Linked DNA regions of Gossypium hirsutum: all the other regions are linked to region 3. Evidence: chromatin contacts called from public Hi-C data. All regions are on one chromosome and are shown on one strand. The core of a region is the stretch at or near the end of the contact, and the rest is flanking DNA. Distances in the headings are between cores, read along the strand shown. Region 1 holds the start of LOC107887152 (calcineurin B-like protein 2). Region 2 holds the start of LOC107887165 (receptor-like protein 4). Region 3 has its middle 24 kb from the start of LOC121217708.

Region 1 (4,938 bases), core at 764-3,263, 210 kb after region 3:
ATTAACTCCATCACAAATTGAACCTAATCAAGATCCCATCTAATCAATTCCACAAAAAATAAAATTCATTTTAAAAAATATACAAACAAACCAAATTGCCAACTTAATAGATCTATTGAAGCGTAGGAATTAATTAAAACTACCTACTTTAATCTCACATCGATTCAAAAAGGTTTCTTTTCAATTATTATTGGGGAACAACCAGAGGGAAAAACAAATATATGAAAACAAAAATGTTATTACATTTTGCTAAGAAGCAAGCAAACAAATCATATAATTCCAGAACCGTTCTCAATTTCTCATTATTTCCCATAGTTAATTGTCTCACCGTCTATTTTGACAATTGAGTTTGGAACTTGAATCGACTGGTTTCGCTTGAACTGGCAAGTCGCTGAAGGGAAATAGACGAAAAAATTGAAGAGAAAAAATCACCAAATTGTTGAGAGTTTCATTTCTAAAAAGACTAAAAATGGCTAGGGCTTTTTTCTTTTTGTCAACGAAATTACTGCTGGTTGTTTTTTATACAGAAATGAATCCTGGGTCAGGGACGTAATGAAGGGAAGGGGAAGGAGAAGGAGAGAGCGTTTAGAAAGTTCTGATGCTGGGATTTTCCCCAAAAAAGACCTCATTTTCTTATGTTTTGTAAAATGTTTTACAGTGGAAAATCATTTTTAGCCAAACAAACACAGGATAAGGCTAAAAAGCTTTTACGAAAAAGTTTTTACAGGAAAACAAACGGAGCCTTAATGTTGCTAGTAAAATTAATATTACATGCTGGAAAATTACTAATAATCTTTTGCCTACTCTTGGTAATATTGTGATTCGGAGAGTGGCAGTGGTGAGTTGCTACCCTGTCTGTCGTGGAGCTAAGGATTCAGTTGAGCATTTGTTTCGAGAGTGTCCAGTCACAGTCCAAGTTCTGCAAGAATTGAAGGTGCCATTTTCCTCCAACAATGAAAATAATTGGAAACACTGGTTAGCTAAAGAATTCATAAACAGTACGTTGGAGACATGCATAGTATGGTTGGTCACTTTCTGGGCACTATGGTTTACCATAATCGAAACAGTATCTACCATGAAGTAGTTAACCGAAATGTGAAAGGGGTAGTAGTGTTTGTAAAGACAAACATGCACGAGTTGGAGAGTTTGGAATTTGCATTACCACAATTTCAACAATCACATAATATCACATGGGAACTGCCAGTTGGGGATACAATGAAAGTAATTTTTGACACCACATTCCATCAATAAATAAAGAAGGCAACAACTGGCATATTAGTTAGAAACAATGAGGGATTAGTGATTGTGGCGTGTACTTACCCGTATGAAAATATGGCAATTCGACAGCGGCAAAGGCAAGGGCGTGTCTCAGAGCTGTAATTTTTATGGAGGAGTTAGGGTTTCAAGAGGTAGTGGTCAAGGGGAATGCCTTGGCTGTTATAAAGAAACTAAGGGCTCTTGAGGAAGACAAATCGACCATTAGTGTTTTGGTAAAAGAGATTAAATTTAGGCCTGATAATTTTGAGTCAATGGAGTTTAGATTCATACCTCATCAAAGGAATCGTGCAGCTCATTTGCTAGCAGAGGAGGGAAAGAGATTCGGGGATCCTCGATTTTGGATAGAGGAAGCTCCAAGAACGGTGGAAGTAGAGGTAGAAAAGGATCGAAGGGTCATGCAAGGTAGGGATTGAATTAGGTTTTTTTACGTCGAAGGAATGATTATCTTTGGGACTCCGATGTGGTCAAATTTGAAGGAGCGAGATGGGAGAAATCGTCAAGATGCCATAGTCACTGGGAATGGAGAGATCAGATGCTTGATTAGCTGGTTGACACAGAATGAAGGCAAAAGCAGATTGAATTCATGTTGTTTAACTCAATAAGGAAAGATTTGTATCTGATTTGAAAAGAAGAAATAAATAAATTTAGTAATAAAGAAGTGAAAAACAGTAAAAGAAGAAATTTAAGAACAAACAACAAATAATAATAATATATAAAAAAAATAAATAGATGAAGTTTAAAAGTGAAAGATGGAACGATAGCAATGAAGGATAGAAAGATAGAAGTTCAATTGAACTCATTGAGATATAAATTTAACAAATTCATTTAATAGCTCTAATTAATCCTTCAAGAAATAATTCTGTTAAAGATGAAAAATAAATTCTCACGACTGCTTGAAGAAAATCGAGAAAAAACTATTTCTAAAAATTACGAAAGAAATCTTACTCAAAAAAATAAACTCTCCCAAAGTTGAAAACTTTGATTAATGAACACAATTGTGTCTTTAATGAATAATGAAGAAGTCTTTATATAGGCTAGTTAAGTATATCTAAATAAAACTCTAATTAATTTAAACAACAAATAATTTTAAACAAAACTTTATTCTTAATATAAAACTCCTAAATAACTTTAAATACTTAATAATTATAAAATATTCAAAATAAAAATAATAATAAAATAATAAGCCTAAAACTCAAATCCAATATAAAACACCTAAGCTTGTGGGATTGATTAGGGTCCTTGAAGTGAAATGTCTAAATTTGTTAACATTCTCCATATAAGCTTATTATCATAGATTGAGAATTTAGACCCATGAACAAAATTAATCTCTTCTAATTAATCATTATTCCAAAATTCACCATCTTAAAGCTTCAACTCTTTTTCTCAAATTTTTTTAATAATAAAATCTTAAAAGAATAAGTTAAAGTTTAACTTTAATTACTTAAATTTGGATCTCATTATTAAATCTTGAGAGAAACTAAACACATCTCTATTATGACCTTTAAATTGGACCGAAATTTCGTAAAAGGTCGTTTCATCTTTCAAAGTTTTAGGCTGTGGTTTTGTTTGTTTTCAAGTTGTCTAGTTTTGGTTTTTTGTTGTTTTTTTCTTCTTCCCAGAACAACCATTATGGCACCGTTCCTGATAGCCAGTCGTTGCAACGGTTAGTGGATGTAACAGCTCTTCTATTTTTTTACTTAATAATCACCAGCAGGTTTATTTCAGAAATTTATATATATTTTTAACACTTAGAATTAATTAAAATCTAAATCTAAAGTTGAATTATCCAAACATTTAATTTAGATTAATTAAAAATCTTCAAATTTTAATATTTTAATTCCCAACTAAAATTTTGAAATCCAAATTCTACTTTCTTATCCTGGTAATTTTTTAAATTTTATTAAAATTTGTATAGTTTTTTTTATAAACTTCTACAACTTTTTTTTAAAATTGTTAATATTTTTTATAGCTTTTTAGAAACTTTTAATTTATATATATTTGATTTTTTTAGATTTATTAAAATTTTATATACTTAAAAAAATTCAAAAGTTGGTATGAAATGCCACATCATCTACAAAAAAAGACTAAACTATTTGAACAAAAATTCAAAAAGCCAGTCGATAAATTCAATGAGTTTTGAGAGAGATAATGGCATTAACTATATAAGTTCCAAACATAACATGTCCCAAGGCAAAAACAGAAAAGAGAGAAGTATTTTACATTTCACTAGAACTTGGCTTCAACAACCCAACCCAACCCAGCTCAGCTCACACAAATAGAAATCTCATGTCTGCCTCCGTCAATTTTCCTAGAGCCTCTGTGGAGCCACCCACCGTCCTACACAACACCACAACACATTAAACATTCAAATTACTCCTTCAAATTTAACCAAAAACTAATTAAACTCTTACCCTTCAAACACTAATTCCTTCTTTTCTTGCAGCTTTAATATCCTCTCCTCTATTGTGTTCTCAATAACAAACCTCACAATCCTAACATCACACCAAAAAAGATGCAATTAGTCTCATTAACTCAAACCAGTCTTAACATTTTTGTTATAAATTAACTTCCAATCACAACCCAACCTTATTGGTTTACATTGCCCTATTCGGTGTATCCTATCTTGTGCTTGGCGCTCCACAGCTGGGTTCCACCAAGGGTCCATCAAGAAAACCTAATCAGGTCCAAAGTCTACCATTTTAAGCCTTTAGGAAAAAGAAATGTACACAAAGGAATAGCCAATTTAACCTAAACACTACAGCATTCATTTTAGATAAGGAAACGTTTAATTGCAAAATTTAAAACAAAATGTAATCCCAATAAGAGAGAGTAATGCCATAAATCCTTTTTTTTGCAAATGGATCCCAAAAGATATCAGAGATTAAACCAAACAAGAATTCAATAAGATATTGCTTACATGTGATGCAACTGTGAGATTAAGGGCAACACCTCCAGCTTTCAAACTCATGAGAAATATCTTGCAATCTGGATCCTCAGTAAAACTCTTAATTGCAGCATCTCTCGCAGCCAAGGACATGCTCCCTACTAGTTGAACACATTTTATGCTGGACTGCAAAAGAGGCCAATCTATTATGATAGCATCTTTTCTTATCTGCACAAAGAAACCATGACAGAATTTGTTTCGTTTCTCATTTTAGAGACCTTATGAAGGGAGTATTTTATGAGATCCAAGAAAGATGTGAATTGGCTGAAAACAATTCCCTTCGCAGAACCATCTCTTTCCACCATGAATCTGATTTCTTCCCTCTAAAATTATGAAAACTCTGTTAGCAGAGAGGATCAAGAGATAAACAGTGAACAATATGAATATGCCATGCAATAGAGGCAAATTTGCCACAGGTCATAATAATCATCACTCAACAGTGAAAGTAATAACACTAATACTGTCAATAACGTTCTGTCATTTATCTTTGTTATCATCCACTTATATTGACAAAGAAATGCAGCTGCTGCTAATTTCTATTATGAATAGCACTGCTGTGAATTTAAAAGGTGACACAAAATTACTGCAGCATTACACATGACAATATTGAAGTTCAAAATACCAAGTTTTACGACTTTGATAGAAACATAGTTTACAAATAAAGACACTGCTAGTCATTGGGGTTTACATAAGAATTTACTATATGAAGAACAAGC
Region 2 (4,809 bases), core at 125-2,624, 140 kb before region 3:
AAAAGTTCATATAAATAATAAAAATTCAGCATCTTTACCTTGTTCAGGAACCGTGGCCAAATCAGCTGGAACCATGGCGTAATTTTCAAGCCCACAGATCAACGGAGCCCCTGCCACAGGCGACAGCTTCACATTCAACACAGAACTGCTCAAATTCTTCTCCGTATAATTTAAACTAAAAGCCGCAAAGCTCCCAACTTCCTTTAATATATCCACTCTACTCACATTCTTATCGTTGACCAGCACATCGAACACTCTCTCCCCTGCCTTTTTAACCGTCGAATCGATCTCCGCAAAATGAAACCACACCAAGTAATCAAGCTTTGCATCCACTGGTAATTCGTATTCCAGACGTCCCTCAATTGTCACCGCCGATTGGTACAATTTCATGGGAAAGTAATTCGGCGCTTTATCGGTACCAGTTATTTTTTCTTTAGTGGTTATAACTTTAGCGGATTCCGACTTTCCAGCTCGGTAATCGGAATCGGATTGCCAGGAGCGGCCGAAGGCGTCCGGGTCGGATGTGAAACCGGGTCCCCATTGTGATGAACCGGGAGAGAGTCGCCCATAGTTGACTAGAATGTAGCTATCGCTGGTTTGGGCGGAGTTATATGACAAAGGATCGATCTGGACGACTTCCAGAGAAGCGATGACGGGAGGGTCAGTGGCAATGCTGTAAAAACAGAAATCGAGTTGACCGTCTTTGACGAAGGCAAAGAGATCGGAGTAAGCGCCATCTCGAGTGAGAGATTCGGGCCAAGGAGAGCGCCAGGAAAAGACGAGAGTGCCCTCGACAGAAGCGTCGAAGGAAGGGGAATGGGATTTGCCGTCGTAGTTGTCGTAAACGGTAAAAGTACGGATGTAGTAACGGCCAGCAGGAAGGGGGATATTGTAGCAATTCTTCTTACCGGAGGAGAGTGGGAAGTAACGGAGAGTCTTTTCGTGTTGAAGATGGAAATGTAGGGGCTCGGAGACCACGGAGGTGGAACCGCCAGTGAAGAATTTGTCGGGTAGCCAAGAGATGTTGTAGGAGTCGGTGGAAGGAGTGGAACTGCCGCAGTCAATGTGGAAGCTAGTGTCTGCAAAGAAAACAAAAACAAAATACAATAGCAGCAGTTAGAAGATAGTGAGCGAGAATAAGAAAAGAAAAACAAAAGGTGGTGGAAGTGGCTTACTGTAAGGGTAGGGCAAAGGGGAGGAAGAGTGGAGGAGGAGAGCCAAGGAGAGCAGGAAAAGGAAGAGGAAGGACATGGTGGAACGAGAGAGAAACATAATAGGAAATGGGGGATTTGATTTTGGACATTGACGCTATAAAGTAGGGGTGGGGTGGGAGTATAAAGTCAGACAGTAAAAGAGGGCGAGATTAGTGGGATATAATATTAATTCACACTTCAACAATTTGTTTACATAATACCAATTAAAAATAAATAAATAAAAAGCATAAAATCGAATTACTAAATCCTCAAATTGGAAAAGTAAAAGCTTTTTGAAAATACTCAAATAATAAAATAAATTAAATAGTATTTTTCTTATAATTTACTTTAAATATGTTTCAATTCATATTAAATAATAATACTATTCTTTATCTAATTATTTATATTTCAATATTTAATTAAATTAATTTTAAAAAATAATAAAATGTAATTTACTATTAATTACATTAATCTTTAAAAATAATTAAATTAAATATTTAAAAAATAATTGGTGTTAATTATTTATATTTCAATCTTTAGTTACATTAATTTTAAAAAAATAATAATATATTTTTAATTAAAATGCAAAATTAACCAGTGCGATGCAGAATTAAGAAAATAAGATATTATCTAAAATAAGGCTTTGATGCATTTTAAGAAAAATTAGTTAGTGAAAGGTTGTTTTTATGAAAAGTGGTATTGTTATCCGCGCAACATGTCAGCATTTTTTATTTATTGTTATGAAGTGAACACTTTTTCCTATAATTATGATTTCGTATTAACTAATGAAACAATTTAATATACTTGGTTTCAATTTAATTTATTTTTTAATTATTATATGCGATCAATTCCTACATCGGACGCAGCGTAGGGGCAGGAGTATAATATTGATTCGCATCTCTTGATTATATCATACCATCCAAAAGAAAGTATTCTTAGTAAAATTTATTTGAAAGTGCTCAAATAAAGCCTTAACTTTTTTAAAAGTGGATAAATAATTTAGATGATTATTTTCTTATCATTTACTTTAGATATATTTCAATCCATATTAAAAATAATAATAATATTTAAATTAATATAAGTTATTTACATTCCAATATTTAATTACATTAATATTAAGAGTAATTTTAAAAATTTTAAAATAAATTTAAATTTTATTAAAAATTATAAGAAATTTAAAAGCTTTTAAATAATTTAAAATATAATTAAATATTTAAATGTAGTTTAAAATTATCTTTTAGTACTGTTTACAAATTAATTTTATATCCCATATTTTTTATATTTTAATTTCTTACTTATGTTATTTGAGAGAATTTATTAGAAAAATAACATACATTAATTTAATATATTTTAATTAATCCAAAAAATCAACCTATGCATCATAGGGTAAAAAAAACTTTAGGAAAAATTAGTTAGTGAGATGTTGTTTTCATGAAAAGTGATATTGTTATCCGTGCAACTTGTAATCATTTTTAGTTATTGTTATTAGGTGAATCCTTTTTCCTATAATTACTGACCTTGTATTTCAGTAATTATTATTTATTTCAATGTTAAAATATGGTTGCGTAAATTACAACATATTTGACTATAAATATGGTAATCAACAACTAAATAATTTAGATTATAAATATGATTACTAACTAACGAAATTATATTATATGCTTATACAATTTGACTCTTTTATATTTTTTTAAATATTAGAATGTAATAATGCTATGTTGATTGAATTTATTCGAAATAGTTGGGCATAAGTAAACAATGTTGATAAAATTAAAAGCATTCATCAGTCGTGTTTAAAACATTGGGAAGTTAAGTTTAGACATATTTAGGGGGAGGCCAACAGAGTTGCGGATTGCATTGCGAAAGCAAATGGTGGCGTGATGGACCAATTGGTTGTTTTTTAGGAACCCCTTAGATATGTAAGGGAACTTTTGGAGGATGACATTCGACAGTCGTTACTAGTCACAGATATATTACATTAGCTATTGATGTTATCTTAGATTTGTTATCTAAGCTTTAAAAAAAAAACTTGTTTTACTTTTTATATGCAAAGCATAACATATTTCAATTACTGCATGCGATCAACCTGTGCATCCACAGGAAAGAAATTAGTTGCCACTATAAAATAGGGGTGGGAGTATAAAGGGAGACAGTAAAAGAGGTTGAGATTAGAGGGGTATAATATTAATTCAGATCTCTCAAGTTGTTTATATTATACTAACTAAAAAAGTCTTCTTATCAAAAATATATTTCTATCAAAAAATAATAATAAATAAATGTATAAAATCATCTATTTTATTTTATAGGCTAAATGCTCAAATTGGAGCCCAAACTTTATAGAGGTGGCTCACATAAAGGTCAAACCTTTAAAAATGCTCATATAAGGGTCTAATATTTACAAAATTGCTCAAATGAAAGCTAAACCTTTCAAAGAGCTCAAATAAGAGCTTCTCAAATGTCGTATATTATGTCTCAAATTATGTTTTTATTTTTTTAAAAGCAATATTTGATTCAATTGTCTTGTACTTTATTCTAAATACGTTAGAGTTCACCAAATATTTACTCAAATTGGGTTGAAATACATGACAAGTCCTTATTTGAACATTTGTATAAATGTTAAACCATTATATAAGAATTTTGAAAGGTTTGGCCCTTATATGTGCAACTCTTAAAAGGTTGGGCTCTAATTTAAGCATTTAGCCTATTTTATATATGTTTCTGTCAATTTTGGAAGATGGATTAGGATGATTGTAAGTAAATTATCAATGTACAAAAAGGAGAAATTGATTTTGAGTTTTATTTGTGAAATACCCTCCGATACTTAAGATAGTAAGTACATAAAAAGATAAATAATATATAGTAAGTTTCTAGAGCAGTAAGGTGTACATGCTTCATTAGTAGTGTGTATGAGAATTTATAGGTTTTGCGTCTCCTACACAAAACTGCTTGGGCAACTGCTCAGATCCAACTATTTATGCACAAGCTTTCTTCTACAAATTTAGGGTCGTTAGATCCCTTGTTCATTTCGTGTTAGCAACTTAGAGCAAGCTTGCAAAAGCTTATCTATAACACTCTAACCCGTATCTGTCGCTAGAATAGGGTTACGGAGCATTACCGTAAAATCATAACTTAAAACATTCATTTTCAAACATTAGATAAATCATAGCATAATTCATTTAAACACACCCATATCGTCCCTTATTCGAGCCCTCGAGGCCTTAAAAATACTTTTAAGACAATTCGAGACTAAATCGAGAACATATGAAACCTTAAGGAAAAAGTTAGAAAAATTCACACTGCAGGGATCACATGACTGAGACACACACTCGTGTCTCAGGTCGTGTAACATTTGAAAAAAGGACACATAGCCGTGTCTCAGCCCGTGTCCCTGCCCATGTAACTCTCTAACTTAGGTCACATGGCTAAGCCACAAGCCCGTGTGCTAGGCCGTGTAACTCTCGAAATGGCCTCACACGCCCATGTGCCAAGCCGTGTGCTAGGTCGTGTAACTGCCTCACTTACAGCTCTTTGAAACCTATAGGGGACACACGGGCGTGTGTCACACACGGCTGAGACACATGCCCATGTTTTTGGTCGCGTGGACAAGAAATAGGCC
Region 3 (4,945 bases), core at 2,351-4,850:
TACGTTTTGTATTGACGAAGACAGTCCACTGAGCATTGGTGGGAGCTTAACAAGATTATCAATTTCTATAAAAAATATTTTGCAGTAATTCTTTATAGAACAATCTAAGAATAATAGAATATGGAGGATAATCAAAAGGAACAAATTTTTTTATATATTTTGGTGTTTTTGGTGTTCCAAACAAATGAGTTTTGATTATTTGTTAATAATTAAATGACATAACTTTTGATAATAAGAGACATAACCCATCACTATAAATAGTGGAAACTCTTGGTTAACAACCAAGTAACATAACTTGTCACCATGAAAAGTGACAACTATTGACTAAAAGTTGTACTTGAAATTTTTCATTTGCAATTATTGGAACACTATATATATTTTGAAAATATTCCAACAAATAATAGGATTCATTGTTGGGGCTACAATTACCATTGTTGTAAGGGTAAATTGGTCATTAGCCAATAAATGGCATGAGCCAATTGTTGAATAAAATCATTTATTGAAAAAGGCTGCATAACGTAAAATTGACGAATTCAAACTAAATTAAAAAAACATTATATGTTGATTTATTTATTTACCGTACTCTCCACTTATAATCTATTGGTAAAACTACCAAGTTACAAAATGTGGTACAACACCAATTGAGACAAATAATTTGAACTAAGAAAACCTTTTCAAAGTTTGTTTATAAAATTTTTTAAAAGAAAGAGAGAGAGGAAATTGAAAATTAGGGCAGGGTGGATAATATAGAAAGGGAGGCAGGTCCAAATTAGGAATTAGGATTATGATTTTGGATGGTGATTGAAAATGACATTATTATGTAACCAAAAATCAACCAACACCCTTCCCCATTATATTAACTAACGTTGACCTTTTGAGTAACGGTTGAAGTTAGGAAACCCCAGAGGTGGTCCTTATGCAATTACAACAATGAAAATTGGTCTAAAGAGAAATAAAATTCAGTTTAAATTACGAACAGATATAAATTTATTAAATCAAATTTTAATTAATAATTAATAATTTAATTGATTGGATTCTAAAAATATTAATTGCAATCAACATTCTTTGTATGATCATAATATATATTAAAATTAATTGGTTATTCTTAAATTTGAAGTCTCAATCATCTAATCTTAATTTAGCAATTATTGTATATGTACCCATACATTTATTATACAAAGCTACCAAACTCTGATTAGTAATAACTTGAAGCCTTTAGAGTAAGTACAATTGTAATTAAATTAGGGGTAAATTTTTTATTTACTGCTCACATTTCTATTTTCAACATCCATTTCAAAATTTTGTTATTTTACTTACTCCCATCACATAAATTATCAATTTTAATCACTCCACCATTAATTTAAGTTTGGTTACCAAATTGAATGTTAATATAGTCTAGTATAATAATAAAATCAACTCTCAATATTTACTTATTTTATTGATTAACAAACAAAACAAATCTAGCCTTTACTATTCACACATTATACCAATTTGGCCATGATTCTAAAAATTAAAAATTTTAAATTTTAAAAAATATATAAAATTCAAAATTATTAAATCTTAATATATTTTGGCACCTTCAATCTGCACTTTTCCTTCTTATCTTCCTCAATCAAGGCCAATTTTTGTTCCTCGTTACTCAAATATTTCTTTGTAGATTTTAATTGTTTAACTGATTTACCTCTTAAATCTTTCATATAGTTTTAATCTAACGTTGTTGGTTTCTTGTTTTCCTTTCTAATTTTTCTGAATTAATGCATAATTTATAATTTTTGAGCTTGGGGTTGGGGGAAACATCATAGAGAAAAAGTGGGAAGTAAATACAAGAAATAATAGTGAAAAGGTAGTGGAGATGAGATGATTTTAGATTGCAGTGTAAAGAAGATAGTGTTATTCTTATATTATTTGGTGCGCATTTTAAGTGATTCGTAATGAAAGTATTATCTAATTAATTTCTTTCCAAATTCTAAAAATTTACAAATTTTTCTTCTTACTATTTTAATTCAAATAAATAATCTAAATTTAAAATGAAAAAATAATTCATTTTTACAATAAAAAATAAAAGTCAAATTTAAATAACCTCAGAATGATAGGCATAGAAAGTATATTTGAGAAAACGAAAAAAGAAAAGAAAGATGGAAAGGAAAAGTGTGGATTTTGGGGAAGGCTGGTGTGAAAATATATTAAATTTTTTAAAAAATTTTAAATATATATTTTTTATAATTTTTTAGTATTTTATAAATTTTAATTTTTTTAATATTTATTTATTAATTTATATTTATATTTTCTTATTAAAATCATAACTAAAATAGTATAATATGTAAATATTAAGAGTTAAATTTGTTTTTTTTTAAATCATGATTAAATTAAGAAAATAGGTAAACATTAAGGACTAATTTTGTTATTATACAAAATCACGTCAACATTCCGTTTGATGACTCAACTCATTTAAATCATAAAATGATTTAAATTGACAATTTATCCAATAAAAATGACAAAAATAATAATTTTTTAAAATAAGTGAAAAAAAATGAAAAAAACAAGTAAACTCGGGTCATAAATAAGGTAATTTACTCATAAAATAGTGTTTAAGTGAGTGATGGCATGTGGATGGATGAAGTGAAGTAATGAGGAAGTGATGCTTTCTGAGCTGTGCTTTCTAGTATTTAGGTTTGTTGTTATGAGTAAGAACAAAATTAGAGGAAAGTCCAAAAGAATCTTCACTGTTGTTGTATCATTGTATTTGTTTAGTGGTCTTATTGCTTCGGTTGTCCCATACCAGTATCCCCATCACCAACAAAAAAAAAATTACATTTTTTTTTATTATGATTTCAAGCTTACCAATAATCTCATCTAGGTAAACCCAAAAGAAGGATGGCAGGTCCGACTTTGGGGAGGGAAAAATATTCAGACACATATATAAGTTAAAAGAGTACTTAGAATTTAAGGACTAAGTTGTATTAAATTAGTACTTCTATTATAATATAAAATAATTTAAAATTTTATATTATTACAAAAAATTAAATAAATCTAAACTATAACAGAATTAACATTTTCTGTATAAAAAATATTTTAAAAAATATTTTTTACAATTGTAATTTAGTTCTAAACAAAAGACTTTATTTAGAAAACTATAAGCACTTTAAAAAAATTAACTTTGTTAAACAGTAAATAATATTTTTTTAAATATTAAATGTTAATTCTATTCTAATTTAACTTTATTTGATTTTTTATAATAATATAATGACTAAATTTACCCATTTAATAATAGAGTGATTAATCTCCTAATTGCTTTTTTTTTTCTTTTTTTCTTTTTTTGATAAAAAGACCCAATGGTCAACATCATTTTATAACATCCCTTAAAATAAAATCATGGAATTCCGAAGGATAATCCATATCAAAATCCGTAATACAATTCTGGACATTAGCCCAATTACAAAGACTATCCGCAACTTTGTTACAACCACGCGGGGTCCAAACAAAACTAAAGCTAAAATTACAGCACTGTTTCAGCTTATTAATGATATCCTTGGTGCAATGGCCCATAGTTGAATAGTCAATTTTTGTTTTATTGAGTTGGTTGATCAAGCCCACACAATCCGACTCAAAAATCAGCTTGGTCCAACTTTTAGTCTGGGCGAAAATAATGCTCTCCTCCAACGCATGCAGCTTGGCGCATTCGGCTTGAACTTTCTTCTCCAGCACACCCGCTCGACCGTCGAGAACAAAGCCTTCATGGTCCCTCGCCACAATACCGAAGCAGATCTTCCTCCCATTCGTATTAGCGTCGAAATTAATTTTAACCATCCCTTGGTCAGGCTTCCACCAGCCCTGCTCTCTTTCCGGTTTCGAAATCATCGGGCACTCTAAAAAGTTGAAAATGAGGAAATCACGACTTAAAGCAGCAGCACTGTCCCAGGTCACCATGGCACCGTCCTCCTTGTCATGGAAAACTTTATTATTCCGACTATTCCAAATGTTCCACAGCACCGTAATCAAGTCAGAGAACGCCTTCTTATCTATCATGCGAGCCACATCCTCGAGCCAATCCACACACCTATTGTAAGTGCCTTCGAGAACTTTATTATTTAAACCACCATGGACCAAGACCGCCCTAGCCCTCGGGCAATCTTTCATAGCATGGATGAGGGTCTCCTTGTCGCTCCCACATCTCGGACAATTGCTTTTAACCTCCTTCTGAATGCTAGAAATTTTATCATACGTAGGGAGAATATCATACCCTAAACGCCAGCAAAAAATCTTAATTTTCGGGAGGGTTTGAATTTTCCAGGCCAATCTCCAAAAGATCCGATGAGGGCCATACCCCACATGCTTCAGCGTCAACCAGGAGTAAGCAGACTTGGTAGAATAGTAACCAAAGGGGTTATGGTACCAGATACGATAATCATCAGGACTATTATGGAAAAGGGGGATTTTACATATTTGGTCCCCCAAAAAATCACCGTAGATCTCAAAAATCCTACTCTCGTTCGAGCCGTCTTTCTCATTATTCAACAGGTCACTCACCTTGTTCTCTTGGACCGCCTGTCTATCAAGTCTGATCGAGCACCCGAAAGCCCTTCGAATCCCCAATTGTCGGGCCAAATGTCGATCTTATCCCCCCGACCCACGATCCAACCAAAACCCTCATACAAAATACTCGCGGCTTTAGAAATGCTCTGCCACGTAAAGGAGGGTTTATTCCTAATTGCTTTCATATAGAAAGAGAGGGGGGATTATTATTTTGTGGAATAAAAAATCACAAGTCTAAAATAAAATCATTTGTTCTTAATATAGAAGAAGAAAGTTAGGGTAGGCTTGCTTGCGGATATTTTTTACTCCATTAGTGGTCTAAATAATTATTTATGCACATAATATTTTCAAAAATATAATATAGTAAATTTTAATTATAAATAAATATAAAAATCATAATTTTAATATTAAT

Evidence for each region. A called contact is a pair of places that touch in the nucleus more often than the background predicts.
Region 1: a Hi-C map of leaf shows a contact between it and region 3, with 2.2 times the contacts expected there. The contact joins the promoter of LOC107887152 here to the enhancer-like site in region 3. A contact is called at or near these places in 2 of 34 Hi-C or Micro-C datasets (both in leaf).
Region 2: a Hi-C map of hypocotyl shows a contact between it and region 3, with 5 times the contacts expected there. The contact joins the promoter of LOC107887165 here to the enhancer-like site in region 3. A contact is called at or near these places in 14 of 34 Hi-C or Micro-C datasets (callus, fibers, hypocotyl and 3 more).

Annotation. Positions count from the first base shown.
Region 1 is chrA03:56,653,425-56,658,362 of Gossypium_hirsutum_v2.1, forward strand. LOC107887152 (calcineurin B-like protein 2) reads right to left here and starts at 2,014. Exons shown (of 9, transcript XM_041103838.1): 1 at 1,549-2,014; 2 at 1,321-1,374; 3 at 805-945; 4 at 1-391. LOC107887153 (DNA repair protein RAD16) reads right to left here. Exons shown (of 17, transcript XM_016811307.2): 13 at 4,441-4,545; 14 at 4,196-4,348; 15 at 3,864-3,952; 16 at 3,690-3,770; 17 at 3,400-3,615. The coding sequence ends at 3,546.
Region 2 is chrA03:56,303,311-56,308,119 of Gossypium_hirsutum_v2.1, forward strand. LOC107887165 (receptor-like protein 4) reads right to left here and starts at 1,375. Exons shown (of 9, transcript XM_016811324.2): 1 at 1,176-1,375; 2 at 39-1,079. The coding sequence starts at 1,272.
Region 3 is chrA03:56,438,586-56,443,530 of Gossypium_hirsutum_v2.1, forward strand. No RefSeq gene overlaps it. Among protein-coding and RNA genes, the nearest start is that of LOC121217708, 24 kb to the right of the region's middle. Within about 2 kb of position 3,601, at least 4 of the 9 cell types and tissues checked have an H3K27ac peak or open chromatin away from gene starts, as enhancers often do. A contact at or near this core is called in hypocotyl and leaf, where this site is marked.